Linked DNA regions of Macaca mulatta: region 1 is linked to region 2. Evidence: chromatin contacts called from public Micro-C data. All regions are on one chromosome and are shown on one strand. The core of a region is the stretch at or near the end of the contact, and the rest is flanking DNA. Distances in the headings are between cores, read along the strand shown. Region 1 holds the start of GNPDA2 (glucosamine-6-phosphate deaminase 2). Region 2 holds the start of GUF1 (GTP binding elongation factor GUF1).

The links. Hi-C and Micro-C count contacts between places; a contact is called where the count stands out from the background.
Region 1: a Micro-C map of CD4 T cells shows a contact between it and region 2, with 7 times the contacts expected there. The contact joins the promoter of GNPDA2 here to the promoter of GUF1 in region 2. A contact is called at or near these places in 2 of 14 Hi-C or Micro-C datasets (CD4 T cells and cortical neurons).

What each region holds. Positions count from the first base shown.
Region 1 is chr5:44,078,788-44,084,785 of T2T-MMU8v2.0, reverse strand. It overlaps GNPDA2 (glucosamine-6-phosphate deaminase 2), which reads left to right and starts at 2,721. Exons shown (of 7, transcript NM_001194875.2): 1 at 2,721-2,837.
Region 2 is chr5:44,029,462-44,035,288 of T2T-MMU8v2.0, reverse strand. It overlaps GUF1 (GTP binding elongation factor GUF1), which reads right to left and starts at 1,281. Exons shown (of 15, transcript XM_078002617.1): 1 at 953-1,281. The coding sequence starts at 1,099. YIPF7 (Yip1 domain family member 7) reads left to right here and starts at 1,329. Exons shown (of 6, transcript XM_078002618.1): 1 at 1,329-1,370.

The DNA.
Region 1 (5,998 bases), core at 1,472-3,971, 48 kb before region 2:
TGAGTGGTGAGTGAACGCGAAGACCTAGGACATTACCGTATACTACTGTAGATTTTATAGACAATGTACAGTTAGGCTACACTAAATTTATAAAACAATGGTTTTTTTCTTCAATAATAAATTTACCTTAGTTTCCTGTAGCTTTCTTACTTTATATTTAAATTTTTAAAATCTTTTTGGCCAGGAGTGGTGGCTCACGCCTGTAATCCCAGCACTTTGGGAGGCTGAGGAGTGGGGACCACAGGGTCAGGAGATCAAGATCATCCTGGCTAACATGGTGAAACCCCATCTCTACTGAAAATACAAAAAATTAGCCTGTTGTGGTGGCATGCGCCTGTAGTCCCAGCTACTTGGGAGGCCAAGGCAGGAGAATTGCTTGAATCCAGGAGGCAGAGTTTGCAGTGAGCCAAGATTGTGACACTGCACTCCAGCCTGGACAACAGAGTGAGACTCCATCTCAGACAAAAAAACTTTTTGACTCTAGTAATAACATTAAGGTTAAAACACACATTGGAGAGCTGTCCAAAACATTTCCTTTTTTATATCCTTATTCTATAAGTTTTTTTATTTTAAAATGTATTTTTAATTTTTTTTCCTGTTAAAATTTTTTTTGTTAAAATGAAGACACAAACACACACATTAGCCTACGCCTACACAAGGTCAGGATTATCAATATCCCTGTCTTTCACTTTCACATCTTATCCCACTGGAAGTTCATCGGGGCAATAATGCACATGTAGCTGTCATCTATAACAACAATGCCTTCTTCTGGAATATCTCCTGAAAGACCTCCTTGAGGCTGTTTTACAGTTAACTTTTAAAAATATAAATAGGGCTGGGCGCGGGCGCTCATGCCTATAATCCCAGCACTTTGGGAGGCTGAGGCAGGCAGATCACCAGGTCAGGAGTTCGAGACCAGAATGGCCAATAAGTGAAACCCCGTCTCTACTAAAACTAAAAAAAATTAGAGAGGCTTGGTGGCAGCCGCCTGTAATCCCAGCTACTCGGGAGGCTGAGGCAGGAGAATTGCTTGAACTCAGGAGGAGGAGGTTGCAGTGAGCTGAGATTGTGCCATTGCACTCCAGCCTGGGCGACAGTGCAAGACTCTGTCTCAAAATAAATAAATAAATAAATAAATACAGAATGAATACACTCTAAAATAATGATAAAAAGTATAATATAGCAAATACATATACTAGTAACATAGTCATTTATTATCAAGTATTATGTCCTGTACATAATTGTATGTGCTAGACTTTTATGAGACTGGAAGCACAGTAGGTTTACACCCATGTAGCCACAAACACGAGTGACGTTACTCTACAGCTTTACATTTACTACAATGTCCGTAGGTTTTCAGTTCCGTTATAATCTTACAGGACCATTGCTAAATATCCAGTCCATTCCTTACCTAAACTTCCTTATGCGGTACATATCTGTAATTCAAGACCGTCATTCAATCTCCACCTTTCTACAGCATTCTTTCTAAAACACATATGTTCTAGTCTCTTATCTCTAATTCATAAAGCTTAAGTGACTCCCTATTGCCTATAATACAAAGCCTAAATTCTTTGCACAGCCTACAAACTACTTCATCATTTTACCTCAATCTTTTTTGTAGAGACAGTGTCTGGCTATGTTGCCCAGACTGGTCTCCAACTCCTGGGCTCAATCCATCCACCCGCCATGGCCTCTAAAAGTGCTGGGATTACAGGTGTGAGCCACCGAACCTGGCCAAAAATCGCTTTTGCAAACTTACTCAAGGCTATAGTACTAACAAAGCTGTCTACTATCAGTATGTGAGCAATGTTGCTGTTTAAAGCTAAATCAACGAGAATGTAACATCCTGCTCTTAACTAAAGGATGCACGAGGAGTCATTTCATCCAAAGAAGCAGGCTGGATTTACAATCCAGGTGAAGAATTTCATATAACGAGTTGGAGGACACAGCGTTTTACAATTTTTTAACTTGTAGTTTCCACGGAAATAGAACCTTAAGTCGGCCAGGAGTCAAGATTGTATTGTTCCTAATAGAACTCTAAACAGTGTTCTTAATGGAACAGTGTTCCTGGTGGAATATGGTGAAGACACAACAACCTTTTCTCCTTTTGAATGATTGCTGCTTTCTTTACAATAATTTCCACAGCGCTACTTCCTTCCCACTCCTGTATAGACATCTGTGATACCCAGCTGAAAGCTGATTCCAGCTTCCTCTATCCCTTTCTTAGACTCATTCAGCAAAAGCCGGTACCCTATTATAGTCTCTGTTTTCTCTTACTGAGACGCTCCCGATTTCCCATGGTACTGTTTGCCCTTTTGCAAACTTGACTTTGATGAGTTTTTTGACACAAGACGCTTATCTGTCATTGCATTTGCAAATATGCATTCAATAACTTGGAGTAGAGAGAGAAATGTATTCATAAACGGCAAATGTTTTCATGTTGCCAAACAGCAACATAAGCAACAAAGTATGTATGAGCACTACGGTACTACATACGAAATCTCATAAGCCTAAAGAATCTACTGCAAATCCCTCTCTGAAAGATGGCGGGGGGAAAGTAGCGGTAAAGTGATGCCCTGGAAACTGCGATCATCCAAGCAGGAAGCGCGCCCCGCCGCACCGCACTCGGACCGACTTCCCAGAGTCTCAGCTCAGGGGCCCAAAAGGCAGCGCGCATGCGCAGCGCCTGCCGGCCGCGCCGCGGTTCCTTCCTGCGCCTTTATCTGCATCCGGGTCCGTGGGATTCGCGCTCCACTGGTCCGCCGGGGTCGCTCGCGGGTGGTTGGGCGTTGCTTGTTCCCGCTGTTCCAGCGTCGGAAGAGCCATTGGGTCTGCCGGTAAGCTTAGAGGCGGGGGGACGGGGGGAGCGCCTAGAAGGGGACTCGGGCCGGGGGACCCAACGGCGATTTCGCCTTGTGCGGGCTTTGTGCCGAGACGGGGACGCTGGGCCGGGCAGAATGGGGTCTCAGGAACCTCGAGGCTGGGGGCGCGTGGGGTCTCCCGTCCTGCCCCTCGCGGACCTGGTTGTCCTCTCAGGATTTGTATCTACGGGAGGAGGCGTCCCTGTCCTCTCCTCTCTCGCGGCTTCCTCCTGACACCTCTCCCTACACTTGTTAAAAATTCCTAACAGTCATCCTCATTTGCATTCGCTGTCGTTTGCCGAGTGAGGGCCAGGCAAAAGCGCGGCTGAGGGTATTTGCAGTCCCCGCCTCCCGGGCTGGAACCACAGCCTTCTCTACTGTCTCTCGTCCCTCCTCGGGTCGGTCCCACACGCGCGGCCAGGCCACCCTTACCCTTTGAGGTCAGGTCAGGTTGAGTAAGGAAAAGCTCGGAGCAGAGGTTCTGCAAGTGTAGATTCTGGTCCTGGCCCCGCCATTAACTAGTTGTGTAACTTCACAGGTGTGGAAGTTGCCATCCAGCTTTGAAGTTTTGCGATTTTATATTCAGCAGCCCTTTTTCCTAGCGATGCACATCCAAAATGAATCAGCACCTGAAGGAAGACGAGGGAAAGGGTGGTGCTCTGTTGTTTTTTGATGCTGTCTTGTCGTGATGCCAGGGAATTGCATAAGGCCATAGTAGTTTGGATCTCTGAGGATTGGCAAAAACTGGAAAAGTCAAATCTTAAAAACTTAAATAAATGTGAAGAAATTCTTCTTTCTTCTGGGTGAAGGGATTCATTTGGGACTTTTGGAGATGACTCTGCGCCCTCCAGAGAGTTTAATAAAACAAAAAGTTGCCTGTACCTTGGTCTGAGAGACTTGCTTGAACTTCGTTTCAGTGAGGTGTGTGGTGTTCTTAACAAATTTCACCTGATTATGAATATCACCTGTGATAATTTGCAAAAGCAGAGACTCCTTGAACTTCCAGATCTTTGAAACACTGTATCTAGGGAGAGGGACCTGCGAATCTATATTTTTAACTAGCATCCTAAGTGATTCTCAACCTATAAAACATCTGTGGCATATGGGTCTTTGAGTCCGATACACTCGGTTTTAAAGTCAGCTCACTGGGCCACTTTTTAACGTCAGCAATAAACTTCTTGGAGTTGCAGTTTTCTGTATCTGAAGAGTGAGAATAATAATTTCAATCTCAGAGACAATTAAGTGATTCTAAGCACTTTGACAATAGAGTTCTTAATCATTTTTGTGTCTACAGAACCTAGCAGTGCTTAGTATATAATAGGTCTTCAAATGTGTGTTGAACTGAGAAAAATAACATGCCCAGGACGCAGAAGACATTGGAAAGCTCTAATGCTTCTCGTCCTACTTACCTTACTTTTTTCCCCGCATTTTATTAACAATCAGCTTGCCATATATTCTTGTTAGAAGTAAATGTATCTTTTGATGGTCATGACAGCCAATAATTGTTTCTGATTCTTTGCTTTACGTCTAAAATTGTTTTTGACATTAGATTATGGATATATTTAAGTGGAGGCTGAGTCCATTTGTTGTACTGAATTTATGATTTACTATGTAATTTATTTTCTGTAAATAAATGTTATTGGGCCAGAATTCTAGATCATGGTGACCATAATATTTTGTTGTGTGTCGGAATTCGAAACTGTTATCTTCTTAAAGACATTTAGATTCCATACATTTATTTTAATAAGAACTTTAATCTCATTAATTTAGAAAATTTGACTTATTACTCTATGTAAAGTGTGTGGGTACAAAAGTCAGAAATGCCGAAACCATGTTATAAAAGGCTTCGTTCGTATTGGTGACTGATGCATTTAAATATGAAACTAAGAATTAAAAATCTAAGGATTATGGGAATTGTCATAGAATGTTGAGTAAATGTTATAAGGGGACGTTTATAAGCTATTGGTGGTAATGTCAGTTAGTTCAACTTCTGTAGAAAAGAATGTATGAAGATTTCTCAAAGAACTAAAAGTAGAACTACCATTTGGCAATCTCACTACTGGGTATGTACCCAAAGGAAAATAATTCATTATATCAAAAAGATAGCCACACTCATTTTTATCTCAGCACTATTGACAGCGAGGCAGTAGAATAGGGTCTGGAGGCGGGGAACTTAAGGCCAATTCGTGCTGACTTCCTAAAGCTGAATCAAGGGAAAACACCAAGGTCTAGGGGCAGGAAATCTAAGGCCAATTTGTGCTGACTTCCTGAAAGAGAAAACACCTGCGTCTGGGGGCAGGGAACCTAAAGCCAGTTAACCAATTAACGGAAACTTCCTAAAGCTAAACCAAAAGGAAAAAACCCATCTCCCCATACCCAAGTAGCAAAGGACCAAAGGCTACTCTCCCTACAATCGACTGCCTTCCACCACCTCTCAGGTGGAAGGAGAATGTGCCTTGGATTGGCCGTGGACTGAGCATGGGCCATGCCTTCATCTGCATAGGGAGCCAATTCACCTCAGCTTTTAATTAGCCACGGACCAAATCCTTCATGCAGATAAGGTGTAACCGATAAGGGACCTCAAAAGGAGTACTTAAAACCCAGAAAACTTTGTAACCGGACTCTTGAGCTGCTTGCTTGGGCCCACTCCCACCCCATGGAGTGCTTTTCTTGCTTCAGTATCCCTGCTTTCGCTGCTTCATTCCTGTGTTTCCTTCCTTTTGTGCAGTTCTTTGTTCAAAATACCAAGGAGTTGGACACCTTACGCTTATGGCCTTCCTTCCATTAACAACATTAGCAAAGATAAGAAATCAACCTGAGTGTCGATCAATGAATGATTGGATAAAGAAAATGTGGTATATATACACTGCGAAATTCAGCCGTTGAAAATGAAATCGTGTCCTTTGCAGTAACATGAGTGGAACTGGAGGCCATCCTCTTAAGTGAAACAACTCCAAAACAGAAAGAAAAATACCACATGTTCTCATTTATAAGTGGGAGTTAAATAATGTGTACACGTGGTTGATGGAAAGCAGACTGATAGACATTGGAGGCTCAGAAGGGTTGGGGAGTAGGAGTGGGTAGATGATGATAAATTGCTAGGATCAATGTACATTATTCAGGTGATAGACATATGA
Region 2 (5,827 bases), core at 32-2,531:
CAAAACCATAAAATTAAAATGAAATATAAAATTCACAAGAGCTTTAAGTTTTTTTATAACAGCCCCATATAAGACAGATAATAAAAGCACAATTATAGCTGAAAGTCTGCCCCCCCACCAAAAAAAGACCAATTCTGATGTTTGCCCTGTAGATTTTCTTTCCCTTCAGTTCAAAAGGTAGAGAATTGCACCATCTTTAAAACCGTGAATTGCAATATAAATCCATTTTTGAAACCACAGCCATATTAGGGCCAAAGTTGATTAATTGTAAGGTTTTGTCTTTCTGCCTACTTATAGCTTGCCTTCAGTCACCTCACTTTTCTGCCTAAACTGTATCCATTCACAATTATCAGAGTTGTTGAACCTCCCACCCTCTCCCACCAGAGTCAAAAGTACACAGGTTTGCTCTGGCTGAGGTAGAAGGAAATAATAAAACTACAAAGACAGACCGAGCACTTCCTGCATTCTAGGTATTAGTCTAAAAAAGTCCACTCCTCAAATCACACAAATCTCACCAATTAGCCAATGGATGTTTGATTAGTTCTGCATTCAACAAATGAAGCAGGAGAGTGACAAAGAAGTAACTTGCCCAGGCCACATAGCTAGTTAATTTGCAGGAAAATGGACGTTATATTAACATTTACTAGCAACTTTCTCAGCAGACTTTTTAGGAGAATAGATGAATACCCGCAAAGCACTTCGACCAGTGGCTCGCGTAAACAAATCAACATTTGACATTGCAAATGAGAAATCCTACGAAGTTAGTGACTTGCCCAAGGTCACACTAGTGAACGGTGGAGGGTCGGGAACCTGAGCCGTGCTCACACTCTGCTCTACCTCCCTGTAAGCAGGATTCAGAGCTAGTCCCAGAAAGTCCTACACATTTCCAAGATCGCATGGGGTACTCCAATGTTTTAAAACGTGGCTATATCAGATTCCAGGGGGCAGTCACCTTGAATTCTGCGGAGCTGTAGACCCTGCAGGTAGGCCAGGACTCTGGAGCAGCCCCAAAGGTCGGCGCGGGCCCAAGCGCGGCCCCAGGGGCCCACCGCGCGAGAGTGCGTGCGCACCCCCAGCCCCGACCCCCGAGGGTCCACATGACCCGGGCGATGGAGGCGTCAGGAGAGGGTACCGACAAGCAACAGTAACATAGCCCGTTTGTTTTCAAAGGTACCCCGGTAGGGTCCGGTGGACAGGACTCAAACAGACCCTGTGAAGCGAAGACAATAAACCCCGGGTAGTTCTGCCCAAGTACCAGCTCCGGAAGCACCCCGAAGGCGCGGCGCGGCGCGGCGCAGCTTGCTGACGCCTGCACGGCGCACGACGGCGTGACATCAGCGCGTCTTGGCGCCGGGCAGTGGAGTGGTCACGTGAGTGGGGGCTTTCAATTAACCCTAAAACGCAGTGTGCAGGCAGAGTATATATTAGCTTATATTGTCTGTTGAGTGCTGTGCCAATTCCTTTGCATTGTCTGTTTCTCACTACTGCCCTGTGTTGTGTGTTGTACTGTCAGTTCCCCCATACTACGTCAGGAAATCCGGACCGAGTGACTTGCCCAGGAGGTCGCAGTTGGGGAGCTGTCGAGCCTGGAGTGCCGCCCAGGCAGTCTGATTCCCCAACCGGGAGCGGAGGTCTTAGTCCAGGGATAAACGATGCTATTATTAGCACAACGTTGAGACTTAGCCTTCTACCTAGTGTCTAAATAATAATGGCACTTTTAAAATCTGAGGTCGAAATATATTCCCCATGTTGTCAGTGACTGAGCTAATCTTGAAGTGCATCTGAAAGGAAACGGGCCATAACATTGATTGTAATAGTGAAAGAAAAACTTTATCTGAATGACACAGTGTCCTTGATACCATGTCTATATCTCACCTAAATCTATCTTGGTGCCTCCACAGGTATTTGTCCCACACTTTAGAAAACCGCCGTATCTTATAAGGCTGATATTATAATATTTCCCAACCTACAAACGGAAAAACATATTTATTAGAAAAATGCTGAGCTCCACTGTGTCAGGTTATATACCAGCTCTGGAAACTCAAACAAATTAAGCAAAATGTCTAAAATTACATCATAGATCAATGCAAAAATTATTTGAATCCAAGTTTTTGGAAACTAAAGCTCATGTCTTGCAATATCTTTGACAGCGTAAGTTTATTATTCAACTTGAGAAGAAACAGGAGGTATCTTTTCTGGGCTTTGAAGGATAGGCAGTTTTTTGTTTTTACCCAAGGAGATAAATGGAACTTAAGCAGAGGAATAATCAACAGCATAACACATTTTTCTCAGTTCCCAGTACTATTCGACATACTTTGTATCAATTCTTTTGATCTTCACAGAGCCCTCTATTGCTGGCCCTTTTAATATCTGTTTTATAGATTTTCAAGAAAAATGTGGCCCACGCTTTTTAAATAACTGCCTAGAGTCACAGTTAGTGATGAACCGGGGCTGTGAGTCCACACAGTCTGTCTCTAGAGCCTGCACCCTTAACCACTCCATTAAACTTGGCTCAGCTGAGCAAGGATACAAATGAGGAAAAAAACACAATATATTGGGTTAATAGTCAGTAGAGAACACGGCCAACATTCAGGACAGTGGCATTTTATTTGAAGCAAGGATTTCTGAAGAGCTCAAATAATTTACAAACTCATAAATCAAGACTCAGTTTCTCTGTAAGAATAAATATATAATATGGAGATTGCACTCCTATATAGTACATTAATCCACAACTATTGTATGGTTTCTATATTTGTAAATATACTGAAGGGAATATGAGTTTGCTAGGGTTTCCATGACAAAATACCACAGATTGACTTGGTGGTTTAAACAATAGACATTTATTTTCTCACAATTCTGGAGGCTTAAGAGTTTGAGATCAATATATCAGCACAGCTGGTTTCTTCTGAGACCTCTCTGTTTGGCTTGTAGATCAGTACCTTCTGTTTTCTTACAGGGTCTTCCCTCTATACATGTCTGTTTCCTAATTTTCTTACCAGAAATAAGTGAAAGAAAAACTTTATCTGAATGACACAGTGTCCTTCATACCATGTCTATATCTCACCTAAATCTGTCTTGGTGCCTCCACAGGTATTTGTCCCACACTTTAGAAAACCGCAGTATCTTATAAGGCTGACATTTCTGATATTTTTCTTATCAGAAAATTATATGCTTTCTTTAGAGCATAATCACACAATATTTAAAAAGGTTCTCTAGTATTGCTGTTAGGCTGCTAAAATAGTGCCACCGTGTGTCTGCAGTATAAAATACATCTTTCAGTTCATTTTTGAGTCATCTTTGATTTGGGCCGATCCTAATAATTTTAAATTAATTTTCTCATTAAAGACCCTATCTTTAAATACAGTCACATTCTGAGATACTGGGGGTTTGAACATCAACATATGAACATGGACGTGTTGACACAATTCAGCCTAAAACAAAGGAGTAATAAAAACAATCTATAAATAACTATCACCTCTAAATTCTTTTTCAAAGTTAATGATATTGTGGAGCATTTTTAGCACTAACAATACCATTAATAAATGATTAAAGTAGTATCACATTAGCCATTTAAAGCACTTGCAGAATTTTAGCGCATAATCACACAATATTAACAAAGGTTCTCTAGTATTGCTGTTAGGCTGCTAAAATGGTGCCACCGTGTGTCTGCAGTATAAAATACATCTTTCAGTTCATTTTTGAAGCCCATTTTTAAATTATTCTGAGTTTTTTAGACTTTTATATTTTTTCAAATTTTGAACATAAAAATTGGATCTTTACCAATATTTTCATATCACACAATAGAAAGTGTATGGGGTAGAGGAGGAATCACAGAAAGAAGAGTTTGTATCACTTTGTGAAGGGCTTTGAATGGGGACTTACTAGTTAGTATTTCACCATTAATCTATGCAGAAACCATTGTAAGGAAGGAAGTAACAGTTTTTTGCTCTAGGGGGCTTTCTCTAACAATGGTGTATAAAATGGATTGAAAAGAAGTCAAGTAAGGTCATGAGAATCAAAAGGAAAAGAGAGTATTTTATTTTAATAATCTAGGTAAGATACCATACAGTCCTGGGTGAATCAGTGGCAGAAAATGAAGAGATGATTAGTAGGCATTTTGGAGACAAAATTAACAAGATTAATTTGATGTAGAGAGAGGGTAAGTCCAGGATAACTCCAAATTTCATCTTAAGAATGCAACCTTGAGCTGTTAGAAACTATATTAGTGTTTGTTCAAGTCTTTTGATATGTGTGTAGGGGTAGGAGAGGGGAGGATGTGGATGAAATCAGTTGTGCTGAGAGTCTGTAGTTTTTATAGGCCAAAGTGGAGGCTTTGCCAGTAAAAGGGATCAGAGGAACCTGGCTATAGTTTAGTCAGGAAGAGTATTTTATCAATCTTCCTATTTCTCTTATATACTCAATTTTTTTTTAAATTAACCTACCTTTTATATGTAAATGAATTTTAAAATCGAAAACTGTATATGATTAATATAAATCGAAACAGCATAATGACCCGTTAAAAACTAACAGTATCAACATAATGAATAAAAAATGTGATTCATTTAGACTTTGATTTCTTTTGATTTAAAAGGGAGATTAGTCAGCATTAGGGAAGAATTTTAAAAATTAGCACCAAAATAAGGTGTTGGCTGGAACAAACAGATGCTTTTGGCATCTTTGAGCTTTCCCAGACTGAAACTTAAAGAGACTGGGGTCGTCATCTGTTTTTGGAGAACATTGACTAATACAGATGCTTAGAGGTAATTTTTGAAAAATGTAAGAACAAATGGATATAGGCTATTCTGTTTCCTCAAGGCATGTTTCACAAAAGGGTACCCTCAAGTGTATTGAGTTATTCTCTCTTCTTTTCTCAACAACTTTATTTCCTACCCTCTGACTTCAAAAAGTTATCTAGTACCACAGTTTAAAAAAAAATTGTTTACAGATGGTTTTCAGAACTCTAGACCTGAATCATTTTCCCTAAACTCCACTTATAACTACCTATGAGATATTGAATATTAAAAACCTTCTAACAGCAATGTTATTCTCCAATCTGTCTGAGCTAGAAATATTGGATACAATGGCTTCTCACATTATTTTTCAAGGTGCTTCACACACTGTCTAACATGCTAGGTATATATATGGCTATACACACACACACACGTAAAATATATATGTATATATTTATAGCCATGCATGGCATGCACTTGCATATGGAGACAGAGAAAGAGATCATATTTAAAATTTTAAATAGTTGACTCACACGATTGTGGAAGCTAGCAAGTAAGAAATTTGTAGACCAGGATGGCAGCCTAGAAATTCAGATAAGAGTTGATATTGCTCTCTTGAGTCCAAAATCTGCGGGAAATTCAAAATCTGCAGGAAAACTCAGGCAGGATTCCTTCTTCAGTTTATCTTTTACCTCTCGTATTTCACTGTAAACAACAAGGAGAAACCAGGCTGCACCTTCAATACTTTGTTTAAAATTCTCCTCAGCTGAATATAAAAAGTTCATCATGGATAAGTTCTTTCCACTCTACAGAACACAATTCAACCAAATTCTCTGTCGGCTTTTCTTCAGTTTCCATTAACATGGATCACCTATTCTCCAGTTTCCAATAAAATGATCCTCATTTTTGTCTGATACCCCACCATCTTTAACATTCATATTTCTAGTGACATTGTTTGTGGTGATGTATGATCTAAGATGATAGAAGCTTTCTCTCCAGCTTTCCTCTTTATGAACTCTCCACAGACTCTCCTTTAACATCCATAGTTTTTACCAACAATCCCTTCAAGACAATCTAGTTTTTTTCTGCCATTTACC